Regions from separate parts of the Canis lupus genome. Here region 2 is linked to region 1. A link is a contact called in public Hi-C data. All regions are on one chromosome and are shown on one strand. Each heading gives the region's core, a stretch centred on a gene start, on an enhancer-like site or on the middle of the called end of the contact. The rest is flanking DNA. Distances are from core to core; before and after follow the strand shown.

Evidence for each region. A called contact is a pair of places that touch in the nucleus more often than the background predicts.
Region 2: a contact with region 1 is called in a Hi-C map of blood, with 2.2 times the contacts expected there. The contact joins the promoter of ZBTB18 here to the promoter of AKT3 in region 1. A contact is called at or near these places in 3 of 9 Hi-C or Micro-C datasets (amygdala and blood).

What each region holds. Positions count from the first base shown.
Region 1 is chr7:34,884,440-34,888,998 of UU_Cfam_GSD_1.0, reverse strand. It overlaps AKT3 (RAC-gamma serine/threonine-protein kinase), which reads left to right and starts at 1,809. Exons shown (of 13, transcript XM_038542735.1): 1 at 1,809-1,863.
Region 2 is chr7:35,065,825-35,070,383 of UU_Cfam_GSD_1.0, reverse strand. It overlaps ZBTB18 (zinc finger and BTB domain-containing protein 18), which reads right to left and starts at 2,209. Exons shown (of 2, transcript XM_038542739.1): 1 at 2,094-2,209. LOC111096696 (a long non-coding RNA gene) reads right to left here. Exons shown (of 4, transcript XR_005362219.1): 4 at 3,620-4,559.

The sequences.
Region 1 (4,559 bases), core at 560-3,059:
CGATACAGTGTATCAGGAAACAAGTCTATGTTCACTAATCAGTTCTTGATGTGTTGGGAACTATGGGGAAAGAGGAAAAGCAGCAATTGAGGACTTTTCCACCAGGGAGACTTGTGTATCTTAAAGAAGGCAGATTTTGTTGTGGCATCGTCCCCGACCAGTGGGGAAAATGGACTTAGCCCCCGTTCCTCCCCCTTTTTCCTCTTAGGTTTCATGCTGTGGTGCACCCACAGGAGGAGAGCTCGGCCGCTGTCACAGGTAGGCAGGCCGCGGGGAAGCGGGGGAGCGCGCTCGTGCGGGAGGAATTCTGCGGAAGGGAGCCAGGGGCACCACCAGGAACCTGGCGTTGGGAGCAATAGCAGGTACCCCAACAGCGACAGCCACGTGGTGAGACAATACAGGTCTTTGCAAAGTTCCAGAAGCGACACAACACGGTGTCAACAACAACAACATCAAAAAACAAAACAAAACAGAAAAACCCCCAAAACAAACCCAACAACTTCTTTCATAACTTTACGGACCGCGATGGACAGGAGAGCATGGCCTTTTGCACAAGCCGTGTCTCCACTGCACAGTCTCGGGAGCCGTGAACTTCAAAGGAAAGAGATGGCTATCTCCTTCGTAGTGAATGCAGCACATCATGGCTTCCCCCAAGTCCACGCAAACTACTCTCCCTAAGAAGGGTGTCGTGCGAAGAGTCCCGCCGGTCCCGCGCGGCCGCGGCTCCCCGGAGAGGCGTGCTCGGGCCGCGCGGCCAGGTCTCCGCCGACAGCCGAGGAGGCTCCGCGCTCGGGGCCGAGCCCGGGGGGCGCGGGGTCGCGGGGGCGCGGGGGGCGCGGGGGCCCGGGGGGCGCGGCCCGCCCACCTCCCCGGGGGCGCCGCCGGGCCTCGGGGGGCCGCCGCGGGCCACGAGGGCGCGGGCACCGCCAGAACTTCCCGCCCGGGAGCGCCTGCCCCCGCTGCCGGCTCCGGCGGGCTGGGGGGGATGTTCTCGCGAGAGGAGAGGGGGCGCGGGGCGCCGCGGGTTGGGGGGCGCGGGGAAGCCTGCGGACGAGGGCGCGGCAGGGAGGGGAGCCGAGGCGGCGGCAGGGCCGGGGACGCGGGGAAGCCGCTCCCGCCAGTCGCCGAGAGCCAGCCCCTGACGTCAGGAGTTTTCCTCAAAGTCAACAACAAGCCCCGCGGCGGCGGCGGCGGCGGCGGCGGCGGCGGCGGCGGCGGCGACGAGCAGCGATCGGCGGCGGGGCCCGGGAGGGAGGAAGGAGGGGGCGGGGAGGCGGCGGCGGCGGCGGCGGGGTCCCCCGGGCGAGGCGCGGCCCCCTCCCCCCCAGAGGAGGCCGCGGGCCCCCGACCCGCGCCGGGCGCGCCCCGGGCCCCGCAGCCTCCGCCCGCCGCCGCCTCGCCGGCGTGACCCGACCCCCGCCCGAGCGGTGTTTTCTGGTGATGAATTGAATTTGTAGCCGATATCCGATTCCCATGTAGAGTCTCCGCCTCCTCCTCCCCCCGCCGCCGCCCGCCCTCCCTCCCTCCCTCCGCCCTCCCCTCCCGCCGCCGCCGCCGCCGCCGCCGCCTCCCGCTCCAGCTCCGCGGCCCGGCCCGGCCGGCTCCCTCCTCCCTCCCCTGCAGCCTTCGCCTGCCCTCCCGCCGGCCGCACCGGGCTCCAGGGGGGCCAGAGGCTCTGCGGGGTGGGGGGAGGACAGGAGGGGAGGAGGAGGGAGGGGGGACCCCCGAGTCGCCCCCTCTCCTCCCCCCGCCCCCCCGGCTCCATCCTCCGCCGCCGCCCGAGCAGCTGCGGGGCCGCCGCCGCCGCCGCCGCCGCCGCCGCCGCCGCCGCCGCCGCCGCCGCCGCCGCCGCCGCCTTTGCAGGTAACAGCCACCGCCCCCCGCTCGCCCCCTCCCCGCCGGGCCTCCTCTCCCTCCGGGCCCCCGGCCCCGGGCCTCCCTAGGGCGGGGGGGTGGTGTGGGGGGAGGCGGGGGCGTCTGGGTTGTCACCGCGCCGGGGGCGTGGGCGGGGGCTGGGTCACCGGAGGCTCGGGTGTGGGTGTGGGTGGGGAGGCCGGGGGATGCCCGGCGCCGCTGACACCGGCACCCCCTCACTTTCCGGGGGAAGCTGGGGGGCGGCGGCGCGCGGGGGGCCGGGGAGGGTGTTCCCGGCCTAGCGGTACCGGCCGCGTCTGCGCTGCCCCGGCCCTGGCGCCTCCAGCCGCTGCGCAGCGCCCGCTCCCCGCCGGCCCGGGCGGCGCGGCGTGGGGAGGGGGCCCCGGCCGGGCGGGGGCGGGGCGGGGGCGGCGGCGGCGGCGGGGGCGGCGGCGGGCTTATATAACGCGGGGACGGCCGGTGCCGGCGTGTTTGGGTTGGGGGGAGGGGGCCGTCTGCCGCGCGGCCCGGCGCGGGGGCTGTCTGCGCGCGCGGGGTGGGGTGCAGGCGAGGATGCTCCGGCGTCCCCCGGGGTCTCCTTCCTCCCCACCCTCCCCTGCTGCCGGCGCGCAGGAAAAGACGGCCCTGGGGGGGGGGGGGGGCGGTGTGTGTGTGTGTGTGTGTGTGTGTGTGGGAGGTGGGTAACGTGCTCGTCTGTGTTTTTAATAGTAGTGGGGTTTTAATCCGCTTGGGAGTTGTGTGCTAAGAATAGAAATGTGCGGAAGATGCTGGGTTTGGCGGATCCAGTGATGCTGTCGCTGCTGGCGCGGCGGCGGCTCAGGCTGCAAGTAAACAAACCAGCCTCTTCCTCGTCCACCTCCTCCTCCTCCTCCTGCGCATCGGTCTGCATCAGCCATGATGCTTGCTGGGCCCTAAGAGCCCAAAGTTGAAGCCTAGCTGGTCGCCGTGTACACCCTGACTTCCAGGCGGGGTCATTCCTTGTTTGGGATTACCCGGGGATCTTCACTTAGGCTGAATTGAGTCTCTTTGGGGCCAGGGTTTCAAAACCGGTATTTACTGTATATTTTCTGAAAGCAGGGGGGAAAGGCTTACCCATAAGCCAAGGGTAGGATGCTCCCATTTCTTGCACCAAGAGAACGTTGTGAAAATAAAACCAACCCATTTCACCAGTGTGGTAATTGGTCGAGAGCCCAGTAGTTTGTAATTGATTACGTTTTCAAGTAGAAATTCGCAGCGAAACCTATGTATCTGTATTAAGTAGTACCATTAAGAAAATGTTCACACTTTTCTAGTTCATCTTGTAGCAAAAACATGTGAGATGATGACTTCTTGCAGTTAATAATACCTTGCCAACTGCTTCAAATCATCAAGTTAGACATATGTTCCATATTTGTAAAGGCATGGTCATTTTATATCTTTTAGTAGGCTGTAAATTACTAGTCAACCCCTGGGGTTTGGTTTTTGGTGGAAGCTCATTAAATTAGGTTATACGTTGTTAGGAAATAGTTGAAAAAGCCAAAGCTAGATGAGTCCAATAAACATGGTTTAGGAAAGTTTGTTTTCAGAACTTAAATATCCTTGCAAAATATGTATAAATGAATATGAATATTCCAGGAGGTGGTGGTCCAAAACCAATACACACATCCAGGAAGTGGTTGTGTAAAACGTGAACGTGTTTTTTTTTTTTTTATCACGAAGTCTAGTTTTTAGTAAACTATTAGCTTTTTAAGGTGAATGCATAATAATTTGGAGTATATATATAGGGACTGTTGGTTTTTTTTTATTTTTTTTTTTCTTTTGCCAACACACAATCTTGATTTTGAAAGTTTACCGAGGAGGTTGTATTTGAAGATCTGCTTCTTGTTTGTCTCACTAGGGCTGACCCCAATATCTTTGATTGGCTTGAGCTTCTAATTTTAAAGTGAGGGAGTGCATATATCACATGAATGAGACAGCACTGGAATTTAGATGAATGTACAGCTGTAGCGTTCTGTTGTATGTTTGCGGTATGTGTTTTCAGTAGTAGGTTTTCCTACAGAATTAAAAAAATACCTAGTCCAAAGTATTTCTACCAAAAAACTTAGGAAACTGTTATTTCTATTCATTTTGTCCTCTATACTTAGTCTTTCTGTAATGATTACTTCTGTAATGATTACTTTAGTGAGTTTTCCAACTTAAAATTAATTTTTAGTTTGACAACTCTAAGTTGTGTATGTAAAGGTACTTAAGGGGGTTCAGCTTTGGACTTTCAGTTTATGTAATTTTATAGCTGTAAAAATATTTTAAATAAGATTTCATTCATTCCAGCAGGTATTAGAGTGTGAACTGTGTGCCAGGAGCTAGTTTGATTAAAAAACTTTTCTTATTTACATTTCATTCACAAGATTACTACTGTTAGATATGAGAATTTGTTTTCAGAATCATGGCAAATCTAAATATGTTCTGGTTAGACATATCATAGGACAGATGTACTTAGCATAATAGATTTTTGTGCAAAGTAGGGATTTAAGATTCTTTAAACTCTGGCTTTTGATTTAAACATATAAGAGATTTTATTTCTTAAAAATTCAATGGAAATTTCCAACAATTTGGGTTTCTTGAAAAAGAGGAACCTGTTTTACAAATTGATATTGTGGAAGTTTAGAGTTTACTTGATGAACTTTGCATATTTTTGTGAAAAGATA
Region 2 (4,559 bases), core at 960-3,459, 180 kb before region 1:
ATTTATGGAATAGCAACACTTCTGTCTTAAGTTGGTGGACTGGCTCACATACTGACAGCACACTCAAGCCACGGTGCTATTCAGGAAATCCAGATTCACTTTTATTCAACTCCAACGTTTAGTTTCAAAGGCAGCTTAGGGATATTTTTAAACCAACCCAATTGACATCTCCAGTCCCATTTCAACATTATTACGGTACTTTCATTTTTTTTTTTTTTCCTGCCAAGATAATGGCATACATGTCTCAATGCTGGGAGACTATACAGAACTATTACTACAGCCGGGTTCACCTTATTATTTCCCTCTTAATTTTAACTATTTGTGTCCTACAACCTACTCAATAAAATTTCTACATTGCCACTACATGCAAATTTCAACTCTCACTATCAACAAGGTGAAACTGCACTTTCTGAAATCCTGGAAAGTACTTCAGTTCAATGAGACAAATTAATAAACTGATACAACCTGCTACGGCCGCTTAAAATGAACACTGCACCTGCATATCTGATCTGACTCTCCGCTCAGGGGAGAAAAAAAAAATTAAAAAAAAAAAAAAAGCAGAACTTTGTCTTCCCCTTGATCTGTGTCCCATAACAATCTTTTTTTGGGTCACTCTGTGATGTTTCGTGATCACAAGAAAACCTTTCAGCTTTCAGTAAGAAGGGGGGGGGGCAAGTCTAGTAAGTTTGGGAACTTTTCAGCTCGACTTTGTGGGTCTTTTTCTAATGGCTGATGAAATCATAACGTAACCCGGGCTGGGCTGCCCCGTGCCCTGCAAGGTGCTGCGACATCTGTGAATGTCAAAGCCATCCCCACGGGCTCGGGAGGGCGAGGCGCAGCGCAGGCCCGAGGCGCGAGCGTCGCAGCCCTGCTGGTCACCGCCCGGTCCTCACCCGAACACCGCGGCACAGTTAACCAGTAACAAACACCGGCGTCTCCGTCCAGTCTCCCTCGCTCTGCCAAAGTCACAGACCGAACTTTCTCTAACTTCGCGGTGAATGACAGGATGACGAACGCCTATTGCGGGAGGCACTCTTCGGGAGCCACATTCCTTCCCAGCCACACAACCTATTCTCCACAAATGCCCTCGCCCCATTCCAACGTATCAGACATTAATCACCCCATTTACCCGGTGGGGTGGGGGGTGAGTGACAGTTTAATGAGTCCCAAGCACCGCAATGGGCCAGCGACTCCCACCCCACAAATCAACCCCTTCGCAGTCCTGCTACCGCGGGGTCCAGGGACGGACTGTGAGGCTGGGCTTCTGTTTCTCCCGAGGGGTGGGGGCGAGGGTGCGGAGTGGGGCCGGGGGTGGGGTGGGTAAGAAATGCAAATCTCCACGTAGTTCGCCGTGCATAAAACACACGGGGAAAGAGGAAGGTTAAACCACAGGGAAGGAGGTGGAGGGCGGAGAGCCGGTGCAGCAGGAAAACACCTTCCACAGCAGACGAGAAAACAGACCCGGGTCACGGCAACAACAAAAGAAAAGTCGTAAGAAGCAGCCCGCGGGAGGAGGGTGGCTGCTACCGCTTCCCCGACGCCGCGGCGCGCGAGCCCCCGGGGCCTCCCGGCAACTGCACCAGCCCGGGAGGGGCCCCTCCCCCGCCGGCCCCCTCCCCCCCGGGCGCCACTGCAGCTGCACCGGTCCCCGGAGCCGCGGCCGTCCCGGGCGCCGCTGCAGCTGCGGCGGCTCCCAAGCCCCCCTCCCCCAGCCCGCCGCCCTCCGCACCCGGGAGGCGCCGCCGCAGCTGCACGGGCCGGGAGCCCGCCCCGCGCCGCAGCTGCACCGGCCGCGGGGAGGGGGGCGGGGGGCGCGGCGCGGAGCCGGCGAGCCCGCACCCCGCCCGACCCCGCAGCTGCGGCGGCCCCGTCCCCGCGCCCGGCCTCCCGCAGCTGCGCCGCCCCCCGCCGCCCCAACCGCTCCGAGCACACAAACTAAACTCCACTCGCGGGGGCGCCCCCGGCCCGGCCCGGCCCGCCCTCCGCCCGCCCCGGCCCGGCCCGGGCCGCACAGCTGGCGCCCCCCGCCCGCCAGGGGGGCCGGGCGCGGAGGGGGCGCCGGGTCAGGGGCCGGGGCGGGCGCCGGCACTCACACGGAGCGGCCCTAAGTCACCGCGTCCCCGCCGCCGCCGCCGCCGCCGCCGCCGCCGCCGCCGCGTCCTCCGCCTCCTCCTCCTCTTCCTCCCGGCCGCCGCCGCCGCCGCCGCCGCCGGACTTGGTGGGCTTCCTCCTCCTCTGGCCCCCCTCCCTCCCGGCCCCCCCGCCCCCCAATCCCGGCTCCGTCGCCCGCTCCCCCTGCCCCCTCCCTCCCTCCCACCCACCCCCGCTGGCAGCCGGAGGAGCGCGGCGGAGCGAAGAGGGCCCCACTCTCAACGGCTCCCCATGGCAGCAGCCCAGCGGCGGCCGCAGCCTGCCAGACACAGCGAGGGAGCGAGCGAGGGAGCGAGTGCGGAGCCGCCGGCCGGGAGGGGGGGCGGGGAGGGGGGGCGGGCGGGGGAGGGGGAGGGGAGGGGGCGGGAGGACGCACCACGCACGCACGCGGCGGCGCCGGCCAGATGTTCCCCCCCGCCCGGCCTCGGCCCGCCCCTCTCCTCCCCCTGCCTCCCTCCCTCCCGGCGTTGGGCCCCTGCGATTGACCGTAAGCGGCTGGGCCGGCGCTCCCCGCCCGCCCCCAGCGCGCGGCCTCCTCCAATGGGAGGGCGGCCTCGCGGGAGGGCGGGGGGAGTGGCGGGCGACCGTCGGACTGACAGGAGGGCGCAGCCAATGGGCGAGGCGGGCCGGAGCTGCCGCTCGCGCGAGCCAATCGCGGGCAGGAGCTGTTGCGGTGGGCGGGGCCCGGGCGGGCGGGGGGCCGGTAGCGAGGCGGCGCGGGGCGGAGTCCTCGGGCGCAGCGGCGGCGGCGGCAGCGGCGCCCCTCTGGGTGACTTGGCCGTGAGAAAGTGAAAGGAGCCCGCAGGCGGCAGCGACAGCTGCGCTGGGAGGGGCCTGTCTCCGGGCTCCGGGGCCTCGCGCGCCCCGGGGGGGTGCGGCGCGACCTTCTCGGGGCGCACCGTGACCACCAGAAACACACTTTTAAAAGCGCTGGGGCCGGCGTGCGCCGAGTTGCGCAGGTATCCTCGGGAGGCAGGGCGCGCGGGGACGCGGGGGACGCGGCGCAGTCGTGGCCCGCCCGAGCGCGGGGAGCGGAACCGAGCGGCGCCCGCGCTCCGTCCCGCCCCCCCGCCCCCCCGCCCCCCGGTGCAGGTCGGGGCGCCGCGGCCGCGGGCTCCGGGAGGCCAGTCGGGGCGTCGCTCCCCGGACGAGGTCTGGCTCCGGGAGACACGCCTGCGGCCCCCGCGGCCCCGGGGCACTCGCCCTCTCACCAGCACACACTCCCAAGCGACCAAATTCTAGAGAACTCCGGTAAAATTGGTAGTTGTGGAAGCCGTAGCCGGATTCCTTAATTGGTACGTATCAAGCCACAGCGTTCAGCCACCGAGGGAAGATGTGAGACAGACTGCGGTGCCGCTGTCCCCTCCCTCCAGAGGAACTTTTATCTGATCCTGCCTCTTGGCTATGAAAGTGGGTCCATCACGGCAACGGAGAAATGTAGAGACTTCGCAAGAAATTGCAAATCTTGTTGAGGCGGGGATGACAAAGTGGAGCAGCAAGTAAAAAAAAAAAAAAAAAAAAAAAAAGGTTCAAGAATGTACAATAGCAAATTGCACAGTAAGGAAGTCAGTGCACTAGTAATTGTCACATGAAATGTGTTTATTCTTTGCTAACTGAACCGGGACTGGCAAGCCTGTTGCTAACCAACTTGCCAGGAGACCTTTCAACTGAGCAAAATGTGCTTTCACTTTGTTCCAGGTCAAATGGGTAAACTAAGTTGAGAGCATTGTGTGGGCAAATCAGACATGTTGAATTACTAATGAAGTCCAAACAGGAGCACGTAACATTCCTGGAGCTGAAATACAGTTGGGCTGTCCTGTTAGAAACAATCCGATGTTCTCTTTCCTGGGCTTTTTCACATGCCCTCGGGATGGATCACTGAGATCAAGGCCATCCTGTGATAATTAGTTCCTTAGTTCATGAAACATACCGTTGTATGTATGCTTTTGGTGAATTCTAGATCTTTTAGTCTATTGGTAGAAGGCCCAATTTCAGTTTGCTCTGTTTCCAGTTAGGGAAATTTGTAAATTTTCTTGATGGATGCAACATACTATTAAAAAAAAAAAAATGTGAAAAGGAGCACATGCTTTGCCAACAAGTTGAGGAAGGAAAAAGGAATAAAATGTTTGCATTCTCAGAGCTGTTCCTCACCTAAGAAAAGTTCAAAATAAGGAAAATAACAGATCTCTGGATGAACAGACATGAAGCTATTGTGTCAGGATATTAATAAGTCCGTGAGAAAATTAGATCCTCCACGAAAAGTTTGGAAACTTAGCTCTGTGGCATAGAGAGCAAAATCACAGCTGTACCAAAGGGTTTAATTACCTAAGTAGAATAACAGCCCCGGAGATGAGCCAGGGGTCTGACACGTCGATGCCTCCGAAGTTGTGAGCATTGTTTCCTAGATG